Regions from separate parts of the Mus musculus genome. Here all the other regions are linked to region 2. The links are chromatin contacts, called in public HiChIP or PLAC-seq maps. All regions are on one chromosome and are shown on one strand. The core of a region is the stretch at or near the end of the contact, and the rest is flanking DNA. Distances in the headings are between cores, read along the strand shown. Region 1 overlaps Stx8 (syntaxin 8). Region 2 overlaps Gm31954 (a long non-coding RNA gene). Region 3 holds the start of Stx8 (syntaxin 8).

Region 1 (4,357 bases), core at 415-2,914, 370 kb before region 2:
CCAGTAGCCATTGACTCCAAGCCTGGCGGGTCTCCAGTGCTCTCTAGTTGGGAAGAAAGAGCTTCTCTCTATAGCTATGTGTGTGTGTGTGTGTGTGTGTGTGTGTGTGTATGTGTGTGTGTGTGTGTGTGTGTGTGTGCGCGCGCACGCGTGCATGTTTGTTTCAAGTTGGAGTTTCCCTCCGTTGTGGTTTGTCCATACAGCCCAGGTCTCGTCTTTGAACAAGTGAGTCTTCTGAAGGACTTGTTCATTGATAGCTCTCCTCTGTGTCTCTGTGTCTGCCATTCTTAGAGAAAAAGGATCATCTCTGCAGCGTGGTTGTGCTCTCTGGAAGGAAGGAGGCAACACGCTGAACTCTACTGTCTACAACTCAAAGGCATGTTTTTATGAATTAACAGGAGCTATATAAAGTATTTTACCAAAGTGGCTGGGTCTCTGGAAGCTTTGCTAGAACAGATGTTTCATTTGGAGTCCGTGGAAGTTGTTTGCTTGGCTTCCTATGAGTGGCACCCCACCTTATCACCTGCTACCTTCATGGCTGAATTTCCCTAAAGTAATACAATTAGGGAGATGAGGAAAGGTAATCCTGTTCCTTGTATTCGTAGTTTTAGGTACTTGAGGGTGGACAGTCTTTGTCTATAGACAGAGGCTTGTTAACAGAGTAGGAACGAATGGGGGAACAGGAAAGACAGTCTGTCATTCTAACTACTGTCTGACTCTCCCTGGGCATCCAGCAGTTCCTGATGCTCCACAGGTCTATAGACTCAGTGTCCCCAGACCATCCCAGTGTAGATACAGCTATTAAGTCCTAGATGTCCCTAGGCACTTCTATCTGCTTGGCTACAAATTCCCGTGACTCTTCTTCTGAATTGGGTACTTTATGAGAACATTCACAGAGCTCAGGAAGGTGCCGTGCTTATAGGGTTTTATTGTAGTAGTTGCCACTCTGGAAGAGCCAAGTAGTGTAGTGAATGTGGCAAGGTGTCGGGGAGGAGGTGCAGAGTCTCCATGCCCTTTCCACGTGTGCCGTGCTCAGAGCACATCCATGTGTTCCCTGCCCTCAAAGCTGTCAGGACCTTGCTGGTGGGTTTTCGTGGAGGCTTCAGTACTTGATTGATCATTGGCCATGGTACAACCAGCCTCCTTCGCCACCACTGAAGGTGAGCTTGGGCCTGAAACTTTCAGTGCTCTAATCATGCATAGAGCTAGTCCTCCTCTCAAATTACTTAAAGGTCTCCTAGGAATCATCTCCTTGCCACAAATCTAAAAGCATTTCTTAAAGATAACAAAAACTACTCTTATCAGGGAATTCCAAGGTTTTTGATGTTCTTGCTAAGAACTAGGGGGTAAAGATGAGAAATATACTTTTATTATTATTATTATTACAGCACAGCTAGGAGCCAGTGTCTGTGAGTCTGCTGAGTATGCAGAAATGATTGCTTGGCATGGGTGTGGTACTTGTCACATGGCTTTGCTGCTGCTAGCTTTAGTTTTGATGATGAGCTGAGACCATTGAGCCACAAGGACTTTGCCTTTTCTAGACTATGCCTTCTTCATTTCTTTCTGGGCCCATAGTTGGTTTATGTCTTGGGACAGCTCGGGTAGGTGACTCATCGGCCTTCCTTTCCCATGGGCTTCCCCACAGTTCCTACTTGATCTCTGAAAAGGAGGAGGCAGCCACAGTCCCTCCTACTGTAGCAGCTGAACCAAAGAATGCACCTCAGCACAGCACAGCACAGCACAGCACAGCACAGCACAGCACAGCAAGCAGAAAGGATCCAGTAGCATCACAGATGCAAAGAGTAGGTCTCCCTGAGCTCCGCTCCTGCCGCTCTGCACAGTGGTTTTCTTCCTCAGTGCCTTTGTAGGAAGAAGGGAGGGCTAAAGCTGAGTTGGAGCCTCCCCAAGTTTGTAGCCCCCACGTCTGTGTAGGTGACACTTTTACAATCTTGAGTGATTGTAAGGCGACACAGAATTTGAGTCATTCCTGACATGTTCTAAGGTCAGACATGGCAACGAGCTGCATTTTTCTTTCCTCTTTCCTCCAAAGATGCCCGAAGGTTGGAGGTTCTGGCCCTGGGTCCTGTTGCAAGGTTTTGTGATGACTAACAGTCATTGCCAACTTAGCAGGATCCAGAATCACAGAATCTAGAAGATGATCTCTGGATGTGATTGGGAGCTTTTAGGTGAAGTTGATTTGGGTGGGTAGACCTAAATGCCTTGTTTTTCTTTTGAAATACAAAGAAAATAGAAGCACTGTAATGAGTTGCTTTGGGGACAAAATACTGTAACTTGCATGATGAGATCTGGACATAGAGGTCACATGGTTCCCTTAGGAACCTGGTCTAGTGCTTACTAAGTCAGCGTTTGCCCACAAACAATGAGCATGCACTGGGTATGCTCATGGTTATTAGTTATCACATGAGAGGATACAAAACAGAATCAGCCAAGGGCCGGGCTCAGAAGTAAAGTCCAAGGGCACCCAGGGCAACCTTCCAAGGACATTGAGCCAGTAAAGTCACACAGGATATGCTTAATCCCACCGAAATGAGTTCTGACAGCGTGTATGAGATGTTACTAATCAGGGAATCGCATTAGAGGTGATCGCCCAGGCTTTATTCAAGGCATCTACTACATAGGCGTGTTACCTCCTCCCTGGCGGGTATCCAAATTCCAGAGAACCAGAAGGAAAGCAGGTGTTCAGCATAAGCCACATTGTCTGTGCAGCCCAGACACCTTGGGCCGCACTTATCAGTTAACAGTTCACCCCTCCCCACATCCAAGTTCCAAGGTACCTGCCAAGGACCAACCACAGAAGGGCACAGAGGCCCACTGCATGTCCGCTTTACTTGCGTTTACAGTGATGGGATTAAAGGCATGCACCACCACCACCACCACCTGGCAAGACATTTTATCTTGTCTAACCATCTCAGGCAGTCATTTGGAAACAGAATTGGCATCACTGGAGAATAGTTCTGTTTTTTGTGTACCGAGAATTTGTTCTCTCTGCACCTGCTTCATTCCTGTCATTACAGGGATGCACATTCCCTGTGTCCCCATCAGTGGGGTAAGCGGAAAAGCTTCTCGTTTAGCCATCTTGATTGGTTGCCCCATTACCTTTGGAAATCACATTTCCTTATCTCAGCACTGAGGGCAAATAGAGTAGGATAAGTAATGGTCCCCAGAAGGTTGTTGAGGAGAAAACGAGGTGGTGCTTAACACAGTGCATGCACACAGCAAGTGCTTAATAAATGCTCACTTTTACTGATGGCATGATATCTCTTGTTTCATGTTCAGTTAGGCTGAGATTTTATTTGTCACCGGGCATTGGGCCATGCTGATGTTCTTCTGGTTGCCCCTGTCAGGCTGGAGGTGTGTTGCACCAAGATCTTGCCACGTCTATCACTGGAAACAGTGTGGGGTTTTAATATCAGTTATACCTCTGAGGGTAAAATGTCCACTTCCTCCGATCCTCCCAGTCATACAGAGCACCTGAAGAGCTAGCGTGTGTCTCTCCATGCTGCTACCCCTTCAACTCTCATGTCTTCTCACCAGCCTAAGTGCCCTTTGTCCTGGAAGTATACACGGAATATCTCTTATCTCAAATGCTTAAGATAAGTATGTTTTAATTTGAGAGTATTGACATTACACAACCGGAGATCTTGAGGTTGCAAACCTAGTCTAAACACAAAACTTACTTGAATTTTCTGTGCACCTTGTCTGTGTATCCTGAAAGTAATTTTATGCAATATTTTTGTGTACCTGTATTTTTAAGTTTTTATCTATTTGTATATATATTTTTTGCAGGTACAGGGAACTTTAATGGCATTCAAGAGAGTAGGGCTCCCCTTGGGGGGGTGTGGAATGGAGCCTGTGAGGGGAGCCTCTCAGTGATGGGGGCTGAGCTGGGACAGAGATTCCAGCAGCTGAGGGCCACTCTCTTCCTCTCTGTCCTTGCTGGGGTGGGTGGTCCAGGGTTTCTTACTCCTTGGAAGTTCTGTAGGCCATGAGGTCCTCTACCCTGCCTCTGTAGCCTTCTTCTTTGTCATGCTAAGAAGTGAGCTTTACAAAGTTGTTGAGAGCAATGTTAGCCCCAATGTCAAAACTGGAAGAGTGGGCATCCCTGTTAAAGTGGCAGGGGACAGTCTGGTCCTCAGTGTAGCACAGGGTTCTCCTTAGTGGGCCCTCCAATACCTGATTCACCACCTTCTTGCTATCATAGTACTTGGCAGCTTTCTCCAGGTACAATGTCAGGTTCATGACTGACACACTGGGGGGGGGGGGCGGGTAGGAACATGGAAGGCCATGCTAATGAGCTTCCCATTCAGCTCTGGGATGGCCTTGCACACACACAGCC
Region 2 (4,954 bases), core at 471-2,970:
CAGAGCTCCTCCGGACAAGGCTCTGACATGCTGGCTGGCAGGCATGGGCTTGTTCATAGAGCTCAGTTCACTGTATTCAACTCCACCTGCATCGAGGCATTTTCCGGTTTGTACATCTGGCCCTTCCTTTCTCATGCAGTTGTGGCATATCCCTGCCCACCCCCTCCCTCAACCTGTGGCTTGTTTGTCTTGCAAGGCAGGTATGACATGGCCTGATCCCCTCGCTGGTATTCCTGGAATTTAACTGTGCTAGAAGACGAAGACTGGAGTGTCTCCCATCCTCCTCACCACGCATTCCATCACGTTGGCCAGTTGACATCCCTGGGCCATCTGGTCACCCAGAGCAAGGAGTCAGATGTGTTCAAGAATTCTCTCCTAGACCCTCTGATCTATAAAAGGGCAGCCAAGGGACCAGAGTCCATCAACAAGTGAAGGGATTGGAAAACTGTGACCGTGACTCTCCAGACTCCCCATCGCTGCCATTCAAGCCTCAGCTTCAGATGTTTCCCGCCCTGGCATCCACCCACATGCACTAGCCGTTTGGAAGCCTGCGTGGTTTATTTAGTGTGCAGACATTTATGGACTCCTTTGGCATGTCAGCCTTCAAGGACACGGAACTGGGCAGACACAGCTGTGGACTCATCAGGCTCTAAGCTTAGTGGGGAAGACAAATATTTAATAAACAACAGCATATGTGTCTGTGTGACCGCTATGCAGATAAGCAATACAAGTTAAGAGATGAGGCTGGAGAGATAGCTCAACAGTAGAAGGCACTTGATACTCATGTACAGGACTGGGATTCTGTTCCCAGCACCCACATGGTGACTCACAACCTCCTATACCTCCAGTTTCAGGGGACTGAATGGCCTCTTCTGGCCTCTGTGACCACCAGGCACACAAATGGTATGCATACATACACAGGGGGCACTCATACATACATAGAAGATAAAAGTAAATATAAACCTTAAAAAAAAGATGTACAGAGACTCTAGGGGCTGAGACTCTGGGCACAACTGGAGAATAGATACTTATGTTGAAACTTGAGGTTGGGGAAGGTATTAGTCAGGTAGGAGAGTAGAGGTTTTCCTTGGCAGGGACAGGGCAGGTAAAGGCTATGACCCTGGGGCAGCCTGGGGTGGTCAAGAAGCCAGTGTAGCAGTTAGCACATATTGATCACTGGCTATGTGTCCAGCCTGTTCTAAGAGCTAGAGTAGTACAGTGCTTCTAATGTCTCATTTCAGAAATGAGAAAACTGAGTCAAAAGGGGATCAAGTCACCCTGAAGTCACAATGCTACAAAGCATCAGAGTCACCATTTGGATACAGGGCATCTGACTTCAGGCCTAGATGCTCAGCCCTCTGGCAGAGCTCCTCCACAAAGATAGGAAGTCACCAGTGTCAATGGTAACACCATGTTAGGTGAATGTAAAAAGACAAAGTCACTCTCCCGCCATACCTGTAGAGCCTGGAAGGACAGCAGTGGGCTCAAAAAGGTGTTTTCTTTGTCAGCTGTGATGGATGCGGTTGTTGTGCCCGTGATGGGACCAGGGCTTGATGCATACTGGGTAAATAGCCTTCCACTGAGCTACGTCCTGAGCCAGAGAACAGTCTCTTTAAGAAAGAGAAAGAGGCTAACTTCTCAGAGTCATGAGAGAGGAAGCACGAGGGCAAGAATGGTGTCAGCATTGTCTCATTGTCTTAAACCGTGCTGACAGTTGTCAGCGGCGGGCAGCTCCTCATTGGTACTTCCTGTAGGCTGGGCCGTCTTTGGAGTGCACTGTGTTCTTTGAGTCATGTCAATATAACAACTTCATAAGGTCAGGGCTGCCCCTCTCTCCACTTCAGACATAGAGGTTCCACGACTTGCTGATGTTGCATTAAGGAGGTGGCAAGGCTGGGTTTCTTAACAGAGCTTGTCTAGGCTCTGCTTTTGTGGAGGCTGCTGAAACACAGCCCCATGGCTCTCACCTGATAGGGAAGCGCTGCCCCCCCCCCCAGGCTTAGGGGTGTGGTTATGGCCACCCTATCACACTGCCTCTCAAGTGCTTTCAAAGCTGCACGTAGGAGGGGAAATGGCGATGGAGGAACTGACCTGGGCTCACTCTGCATTTGGGGATGAAGAGCACTACTGCTGTGCTCAGCCCCAGGTGGGAATTATTCCCAGCCCCCCTTTGAGAGGACTCTACATAGAGTTCAGCCGCTCTGACTGTCACATCCACACATTCAAGGTGGAAGCGACTCGCCCACCATTGACCCTGGTGACATGTTCCCAAACATAGTGGAAAGAACTTTCCAGAAGGCTAGTGGCCCTCCTCAGATTTCATCAGAGGTCACCCTCTGAGACTTGGCTGTCCATCAAACCATCAAAGATGTGGGACACAGCTTCGGCTCAGAACCAGAATCTTGTGTGTTCTTTTGTTTTCTGGTTAGCCCAGCGGGCTGAAAGTCAGACCTGTTAGTACAGCAAAGTTGAATCTTCCACTCTTAAGAGCACAGTGTGCATGGACAAGCCTGGAGGTAGGTGGAAGGGAAGAGATGGCCTGGGAAGGCCTGGAGGTTGGGTTAAGGGAAGAGATGGTGGCCTGGAGCTGTGACAGCTGAGGTCAGTCAGACACTCCTCTTTCTACAACACTAGCACCCTCTAGTGGGGGCTGTCTCTATTTACACTGCAGGTTTCTGTGCCTTACTTAGGTGATATTTTCACTCAGCTCCAATTGAAATGTTTTGTTTGGTTTTTTTCAAGGCAGGGTTTTTCTGTGTAGATCTGGCTGTCCGGGACATTGCTCTGTAGATCAGGCTAGTCTTGAACTCAGAGATGTGCCTGCCTCTGCCTCCCGAGTGCACAACTAGATCTGGCCTCTCCAACTGAAATTTAACACGTCCTTGAATGATTATTATGGTAATTATTATTCATTAGACAAAAACACTACTTGTGATTTTTTTGCCCCCCCCCCCAGTAAGTCAGCATATTTTAAAGAAATATCGTATAACATTGGTTGGAAACAACAGGAAGTGTCATGTATATCTGTTACTACTGGCTACCAGAGATGTCATTCCAGCATGTAATTAAATACGTTAATAAAGAAGTGTACTGTGTGTGATGGCTGTAATCCCAGTACTCGGTTTCCCGAGCTTGAGGCCAGTTGAGGAATTCAGGCCAGCGAAGATCAGGGAGAGTGAAAGTTGGAGCTCACCACCACTCCTTGCCTTAGTCTGAAGTTCTGTTGTCTGTGGTTCTCCACATCCTGCTGGCTATGAGCAGGACAGTGGTGGGACTCCTCCCAGTGCTAATGAAGGTTGACATCAGGACTATCGGGGCTCCTCACTGATCACCTAGTTAGCACGGGGGAGGCTGGGGGTGGCTGAGTCTACTCTACAAAGGTGAAAGGCTTCCAGCTTTAGGATGAGCCAAGGTCTCTGCAAGTCCTGAAAGCCAGGCCACACCCTGCTGACCAATTCTCTTTCCAACCCCTGCCCTCAGTTGAGGCTCACCAGGAGTCTTGAGCCATCATGCTTTTTTTTAACTGACACATTTAACTTTCTAATTCATGACGTATCTTACATATCCTAAACGGTTAAGTAGCTGTTGTACCTATGTTCTCCACATTTGAAGTCACTTCACAATAGTGTCTTCTTTGTCCCCTTTCGTTTTCCAAAGCGGGGTTTCTCTGTGTAATAGAACCCTGGCTGTCCTGAGCTTGCTTAAGTGGACCAGGCTGGCCTTGAACTCACAGGGATCCTGCCTCTGCCTCTCAAATATTGGAATTAAAGATGTGTGCCACTAAAGCCTGCCATGGGGGCCATTCTTACTCAAACCACCACACTATCTGAGGGACTCCTTCCAAACACAATGCAATAAGCAGTGGAAGCTTCTGTTGCAACAACTCAAAACAACTGGTTAAGTCACAATAATTAGTGTGTGTGTGTGTGTGTGTGTGTGTGTGTGTGTGTGTGTGTATACATGTGTTGCTAGGGATTAAACCCTGTGCGTATACTAGGCAAATGCTCTATGCCTGAGCTACGTGCCCAGCAAGGTCTCACAGCAGAGGTGTTCCTAGTCTGCCCCACATCCCTCATTCTTGAATGGACGGAGGTGATGATCACCCCTTATGTTAAATGTCTCTGAGAAGAGGACAAACCCTCACTAAGGGAAAACAAATTGACTTCCATCTCCAAGGCTCTTGGATGCACTATCTGGGATACAATAAGAAAATATGGCACGTGTAGGGAGAGGAACGCATCACCAACAGTGAAGAAAAAGGGGCAGACAGCAGTGGGAGCCTTGCAGTGATCCAAAGTTTGGAATAAATAGATAAGAACTTTAAAATGGAGGTAGTAGGTATGTTGAATGGGACAACAAGGAAAGGCAAATGGGTAAGATTCCAGTGGAGAACTTGATGTTAACAATAATCAAGCAGGCATCTTAGAACAAAAATTATATTTGGAGATAAGAACTCATATTGTTGACAGCGTAAAGCAGGACTGGCGGGACCCAAGCGAGGCTTCTGTGCGCACAAACCAAAAGGAGATTCTCTTACACAAGTCAGTGAGTTCACCATGCATGAAATTCTCGAAGGATTAATACAAGTATTACTTTTAATGATTTATTTATTTTATGTATATGAGTATATCATTGCTTTCTTCAGACACACCGGAAGAGGGCATCAGACCCCATAGCAGATGGTTGTAAAGACAAACCCTCACACACACATCCATAGCACCATGTGGTTGCTGGGAATTGAACTCAGGACCTCTGGAAGAGCAGTCACTGCTCTTAATCACTGTGCCATCTCTCCAGCCTAATACAAGTATTATATTTTAAAAATAAGTTAGTTCAGTAGAGCTTCAGGATAGAAAGGCAATATTCAGATAGGTATGTTACACACACACACCTAGAACACTTAATCCCAGCACGCTAGAGGCAGAGGCGGAGGCGGAGGCGGAGGCGGAGGCGG
Region 3 (4,843 bases), core at 1,207-3,706, 440 kb before region 2:
CGCCCCCGCCTCCTCCCCCTTCCTGGATCTTCACTCTCCATTTCTCAGCCCCCCCCCTTTTCTGGCCATTTGCAATGATCTGCACCCCAATCCTTAGCCTCTGGTTAAAGACTATTTAAATTCAAAAAGAGTCTTTTCACAATAAAAAAAATCAGTCTTTTCTTGGCTTCTTTCAATAAATAACTTTTTCCCACGGGCTCGGGAGAAGTCTAGGCAAGAGTGTACACAACTCTTGCAGAGGACCTGACCTCACTTCCTAGGACATACCACCTGTAACTTCACTGCCACCAGATCTGGCGCCCTCTCCTGGTCTTCACGAGCACCTGCACTTACATGTCCATTCCTCCACCCCATACACATAATTAAAAATAAAACAAGGAGCCCGAGAGTTGGCTCAGCAGTTAAGAACCCTGGCTTCTTTCCCAATGGACCCAGCTTTCATTCCTAGCACTCACATGGGACTCACGTCTGTCTGTAACTCTAGTCCTGGGGGATCTGATGCTCTTTTCCGGCCTCCTTGGGCACTGGTTCACAGATATGCGCTCTGAGCAAAACACCCACGCAGGTTTTTTTGTTTGTTTGTTTTTTTTTTTAAGCAACCCTTTTCCCAAACTTTGATACACTTTAAGATTCTTTCCTTACTGTGTTAGCAAAAATTCAGTTACAGGCTAGAGAGATGCCTCCGTGGTTAAGAGCATGGGCTGTTCCTCCGAAGGACCAGGGTTCAATCTCAGCATCCATATGGCAGGGCAAAATACTAATGCACATAAAGTAAATTACTTAAAAAAAAATCAATCACAGATCTTGTGTGTCTTTGCACTGACCGGCTCACCAGAATATTTTTTTGCAGTTCTCCAGGGATCACTTCTTATCGGTAATATTTGTCCATCTCTACAGACAGTGTTGGCTCAGATACAGAAAACGCTGGCTTTCAATTAAAGCAGCACAGAGCAACGAAGACTCAAGAGTTAATGCCAGGAGCGCTTAAACCTTTATTTACTCTGTAATCGTTCCGCACCGCATCCTTTCAACGGTAAAGCTTTCAGGCACTACATTCGTTTTAAAAAATCAATTTTCCCCCTAAAATTTAACTCCTTGCCTTTTCGCTACACGCCAAACACGACCCCCAATCACAGCATTTCTCTCTCAATATTTACCACGACAGTCACAAATAAAGTGTGAGCACCACAAGAAGGCCCCTCCAGAATTAAAAAGGTTTCTCCCTTAATGTCCTACTTCCCTTCTATCCTGGTCTTAAACCTTTGAGTTCTTACTTTGGGAAAGACCCTTATTCATACTCCTACCGAGTTAGGCTCATTTGGTCTCTGGAGGAGCTTTATCTGAGCTCTTACACCCATGCCAGTTCCTGAGGCTCAGGAATGAGGCCCAGATCTGCCACCATCCTGGGGCGGGTGGTGCCTGGCCACACTCTTGCCGCTATTCCCACTGCCTCTCAGGCGCTACCAGGTCAGCGTCTCACTGTCCCTGAGGCATCAAATCATGGTTGCTCAAGGTCTCACCATTGAAGCCGATCACAGCCTGAAGCTCCAGTTCTGCTACATCCAGCTCGGGTAAAACTTGTTCTTCCATCCTGGAGAGTTTCAGCTCATTGATTCTTCAACTCCAGGGTGCAGCGTCTCCTGGTCGTCATGGTAACTGGCGCACGCATGCGTGCTAGGTTCATGCAGGAGCAGAAACCCAGCCCACTGTGTTTGAGTTGATTTCCCCTCTTGCAAATGTTGGGAGGACTTCCTTAGTATGTATTTTATCCATTCTGGAAATGTAGGTGGTAGGTTGACGCTAAGTGCACAAGGTAAATTTCCTCCTCTCCCGTGTACAGGTCTGTGACTTTTTAAAAACTATACAATTAAGCCCCTCGTGATGATTATTAAAAATAATTGAACACAGAATAATTGAGCACAGAGAATTGCCTATGATGAATAGGTTGCTATAAAAAACATGGCATTGATACTTCTTTTTAAAAGAAAAATTTAAAAAAATCACTAAAAACGTTTTAGTACAGTATGCAACTATTTTTATGTATGTATGTATGTATGTATGTATTCATGCATGTATGGTACATATGTTGCCTGTATGTATATTTCCTGCCTCAGCCATCCAAGTGCTGGAATTCCAGGCTTGAGTTATCACACCCAGCTTGTCTTGCTGTTTTGAATTAAGAAGAAAAATACAGAGAGCCGGGGTTGACGCGTTTCCATTCCCTGGGAAAATGTTTTGATTCTGCTCAACAATTTAACTATTTTTCTTGCGTCCAGCAATTCATGTGAATTAACAAAAATAGATTCTTGCTACCCACTCCCTTAGGGGTGCGCTCTGGGTAGCGGGGACGTCGTTCTGAGGTCAATTAAAACAGGTTTCACTTTGCAAACTCTGGGCTCGGGTCGCGCACTCTCCGAACTGCGGGGAATGAGCCGCACGGGCCGCCGTAGTCAGCTGCTACGAGCAGGAAGTGTCCCAGCTGCGGGCGGAGACTGCACCATGGCCCCGGACCCCTGGTGAGTTGCCGGTGATGGCAGCAGAGTATGGGGATTAACTTGGGGGTGGAACTGGCTTCCAGGGACTGGCAGAGACCCTGCCCATCTTTGAGCTTGAGGCTGGCGGCCTTAGGGATGAAGATCAGCGAGAATCCTCCCCCTGTTGAGGGGACTCAGCCACGTACTGCCTACTCGGTGCTAACTCTGTGGTCCTAGGGTAGGCTATGACCTGGGGGAGCTGGGACTTGAGCAATCGAATATTTGCCCCCCTTTTCTGGGGCTTCTTGCCCATCATGCTTGTGGCTGACTGCATGCATAGACTTCCCCAGGCTCCTGTAAAAGTGAGGTCAAAATAACCTTTTGGTGGGGTATCCCTTCACCCAGTAATCCCCAGAAAGGTTATAAACTGAAGTTCACACTCCATGGTCACCAGTTAGTAGCTAGTTGGGCACGGGTGCTATGGGCTTTTCACAGAAAACTTGTAGGACATTGGGAGGGGAAATTTTGCACTTTTCCTGCATCAGTAGCATGAAGACTTATGTCAGCACGAAGTAGGAAGTGCCTGATAAGGTCCATTTATTCAGCAAAGAGACCCCAAGGAGAGAATGATGAAAAACATCTTTGTACAAGGAACAAATTGCTATAAAGTCCTGACCTTCCTGATGAATAATTTATAACACTGCATTCCTATAAAGTTTGTGTTGGAGAATATGCCTTATGGTGGTGTTTCCGGTACAATTTGTAGTTGTTTGATGGCAGATAAATTTGAATATTAAGAGAGTGGATCCCAAGGTCAGAATTAGAGTTATCTGGGATCTAGGCTATTTGGGCCAGTTGCTGAATTGTTTGTTGTTGGTTTGTTTTTCAGTGTCTCGGGGAGCCCAAGTTGATCTTGAATCCCTGACCCTTTTGCTTCAGTCTCCAAAATGGTGGCTCTGCTACCAAGCCCAGCCAAGTGCTGAATTTTGTCCTAAAGTTTTAACTATTGTATACACCCCTGGTAGAAAATTGAGAGACTGCTGAGTATCTGAAGGGAGTAAAAAGCACCCCTATCCCTCGGAAGCAATCAGTGCTCACCTTTTTTTCCAATGCATTTATTGTTTGGATCTATATCCTGCTTGTATTTTACAAAGCAGGGAGGGAGCATTTCTCCATGTCCTTAAAAGGTAGTCTTAAAAACATGATTTTTAATGTGTATCAGTGCATCATCTGAGTGTACATAACTTATTTCAAATTTTAGCCCGGTTGTAGAACGATTGTTTAGCACACGCAAGACACCCTGGGTTTGGTCCCCAGCAAGACCAGAAAGCTTTCAGCTGGCAAACGAGAAAGCCGCTGAGTCAAACAGTTAAGACTAACAGTAAAAGAGTTGAAATGCTTCAGTGTCTTGGGTAAAATTCTCCCGTAAGTCTGATCTCATTAGACCCCCGTGCCACGCTGTGCAGAGAATTGACTTCTGCTCATCTGTCCTGCTTGCACTATACCTTCCTCCCAGGACCACCGCGTGGCAGAACGTGCCAGGCATGCTTTCTTCTTTCATCTTTGCTTATGCCATGTGCCTTCCACAGTGCTTAGACTCGGCTCCTCCTTCCCATAGGGAAATCTGCTTTAGTCTTGTTTAGAGTCGGCCCAAATTGTCCTCTTGTGGCCCAGCCCGTACGAGTGCCTCTCTCATCAGTCATCTCTCCTTTCCCCAGCTCTAGAGGCACTTAAGTTAGGTCCCGTTCCTAAGCAACAGGATTTAGTTACGGGGTTTTACATGTTTGATGTGCCGTCACAGAGCTGGACTGAAGCTCCTGTCTTCATAGATTATTTACTTATTGCATGGAGGCAGTAAGTAAAGTGTGGGGAAGCTGGGGCTAGGACTTATTTTTTTATTATTCTGATGTTTTTTTTTTTAAACACCTGCTCTTTTTCATGCACACCTATACCAGATTATACTGAATGATTCATATGGCTGTATACATGAATCTAGGCTTAGGGGTTGCCACAGCCTCTGAAGTGCTTGTGGAGTTCACAACACAAAGTTCTCTGTATAGGACCTGGAGCCGCATCCCCAGCCCAAGCTAGACACTTCAGTGGCTGAGCCTAGTGCATTGCGCAAGCTATAGACAAATGCTTCCCCATCCATCTGTGCCCTTAGTAACGCCCAGCCCCTTTTCTTTAAAGTTGGAGACTGATCTCTAAGTTTTACCCAGGCAGCTTCTAGCTGACTAACGTTGAAGTTACAAGTCCCTTGTCTCAGCCTCAAGTAGCTGAGGTTATAAGCTACTACTTCCAGTGCTGGAATATTTTAGAGACATAAGCTAGTTATTTTCTTATGGGTAAAGCTGGGACATCAGGGCAAA

What was found. HiChIP or PLAC-seq counts read pairs in DNA pulled down with a chosen protein or histone mark.
Region 1: a contact with region 2 is called in an H3K4me3 HiChIP or PLAC-seq map of bone marrow-derived macrophages, with 6 times the contacts expected there. The contact joins two enhancer-like sites. A contact is called at or near these places in 14 of 39 promoter capture datasets (the C10 cell line, the HPC-7 cell line, HPC-7-derived erythroid cells and 11 more), 3 of 15 datasets of contacts at CTCF or cohesin (the NIH/3T3 cell line, large pre-B cells and pro-B cells), 12 of 484 Hi-C or Micro-C datasets (the 3T3-L1 cell line, 3T3-L1-derived adipocytes, CD4 T cells and 9 more) and 22 of 115 datasets of contacts at active chromatin or transcription factors (SST interneurons, Th17 cells, VIP interneurons and 14 more).
Region 3: an H3K4me3 HiChIP or PLAC-seq map of bone marrow-derived macrophages shows a contact between it and region 2, with 5 times the contacts expected there. The contact joins the promoter of Stx8 here to the enhancer-like site in region 2. A contact is called at or near these places in 24 of 39 promoter capture datasets (the 3T3-L1 cell line, 3T3-L1-derived adipocytes, the C10 cell line and 15 more), 5 of 15 datasets of contacts at CTCF or cohesin (the NIH/3T3 cell line, embryonic stem cells, hippocampal excitatory neurons and 2 more), 35 of 484 Hi-C or Micro-C datasets (the 3T3-L1 cell line, the C10 cell line, CD4 T cells and 21 more), 27 of 115 datasets of contacts at active chromatin or transcription factors (the 230-238 cell line, the SCID.adh cell line, Th17 cells and 15 more) and 3 of 9 other capture datasets (adipose tissue, liver and macrophages).

What each region holds. Positions count from the first base shown.
Region 1 is chr11:68,031,052-68,035,408 of GRCm38.p6, forward strand. The region is part of intron 6 of Stx8 (syntaxin 8); the gene reads left to right. Among named protein-coding and RNA genes, the nearest start is that of Stx8, 67 kb to the left of the region's middle. Within about 2 kb of position 1,665, at least 37 of the 459 cell types and tissues checked have an H3K27ac peak or open chromatin away from gene starts, as enhancers often do. A contact at or near this core is called in bone marrow-derived macrophages, where this site is marked.
Region 2 is chr11:68,405,726-68,410,679 of GRCm38.p6, forward strand. Gm31954 (a long non-coding RNA gene) reads left to right here. Exons shown (of 4, transcript XR_879961.3): 3 at 1-106; 4 at 201-849. Among named protein-coding and RNA genes, the nearest start is that of Gm31954, 8.8 kb to the left of the region's middle. Within about 2 kb of position 1,721, at least 23 of the 459 cell types and tissues checked have an H3K27ac peak or open chromatin away from gene starts, as enhancers often do. A contact at or near this core is called in Th17 cells, bone marrow-derived macrophages and macrophages, where this site is marked.
Region 3 is chr11:67,964,002-67,968,844 of GRCm38.p6, forward strand. It overlaps Stx8 (syntaxin 8), which reads left to right and starts at 2,457. Exons shown (of 8, transcript NM_018768.3): 1 at 2,457-2,516. The coding sequence starts at 2,500. It overlaps Cfap52 (cilia and flagella associated protein 52), which reads right to left and starts at 1,641. Exons shown (of 14, transcript NM_027963.2): 1 at 1,521-1,641. The coding sequence starts at 1,590.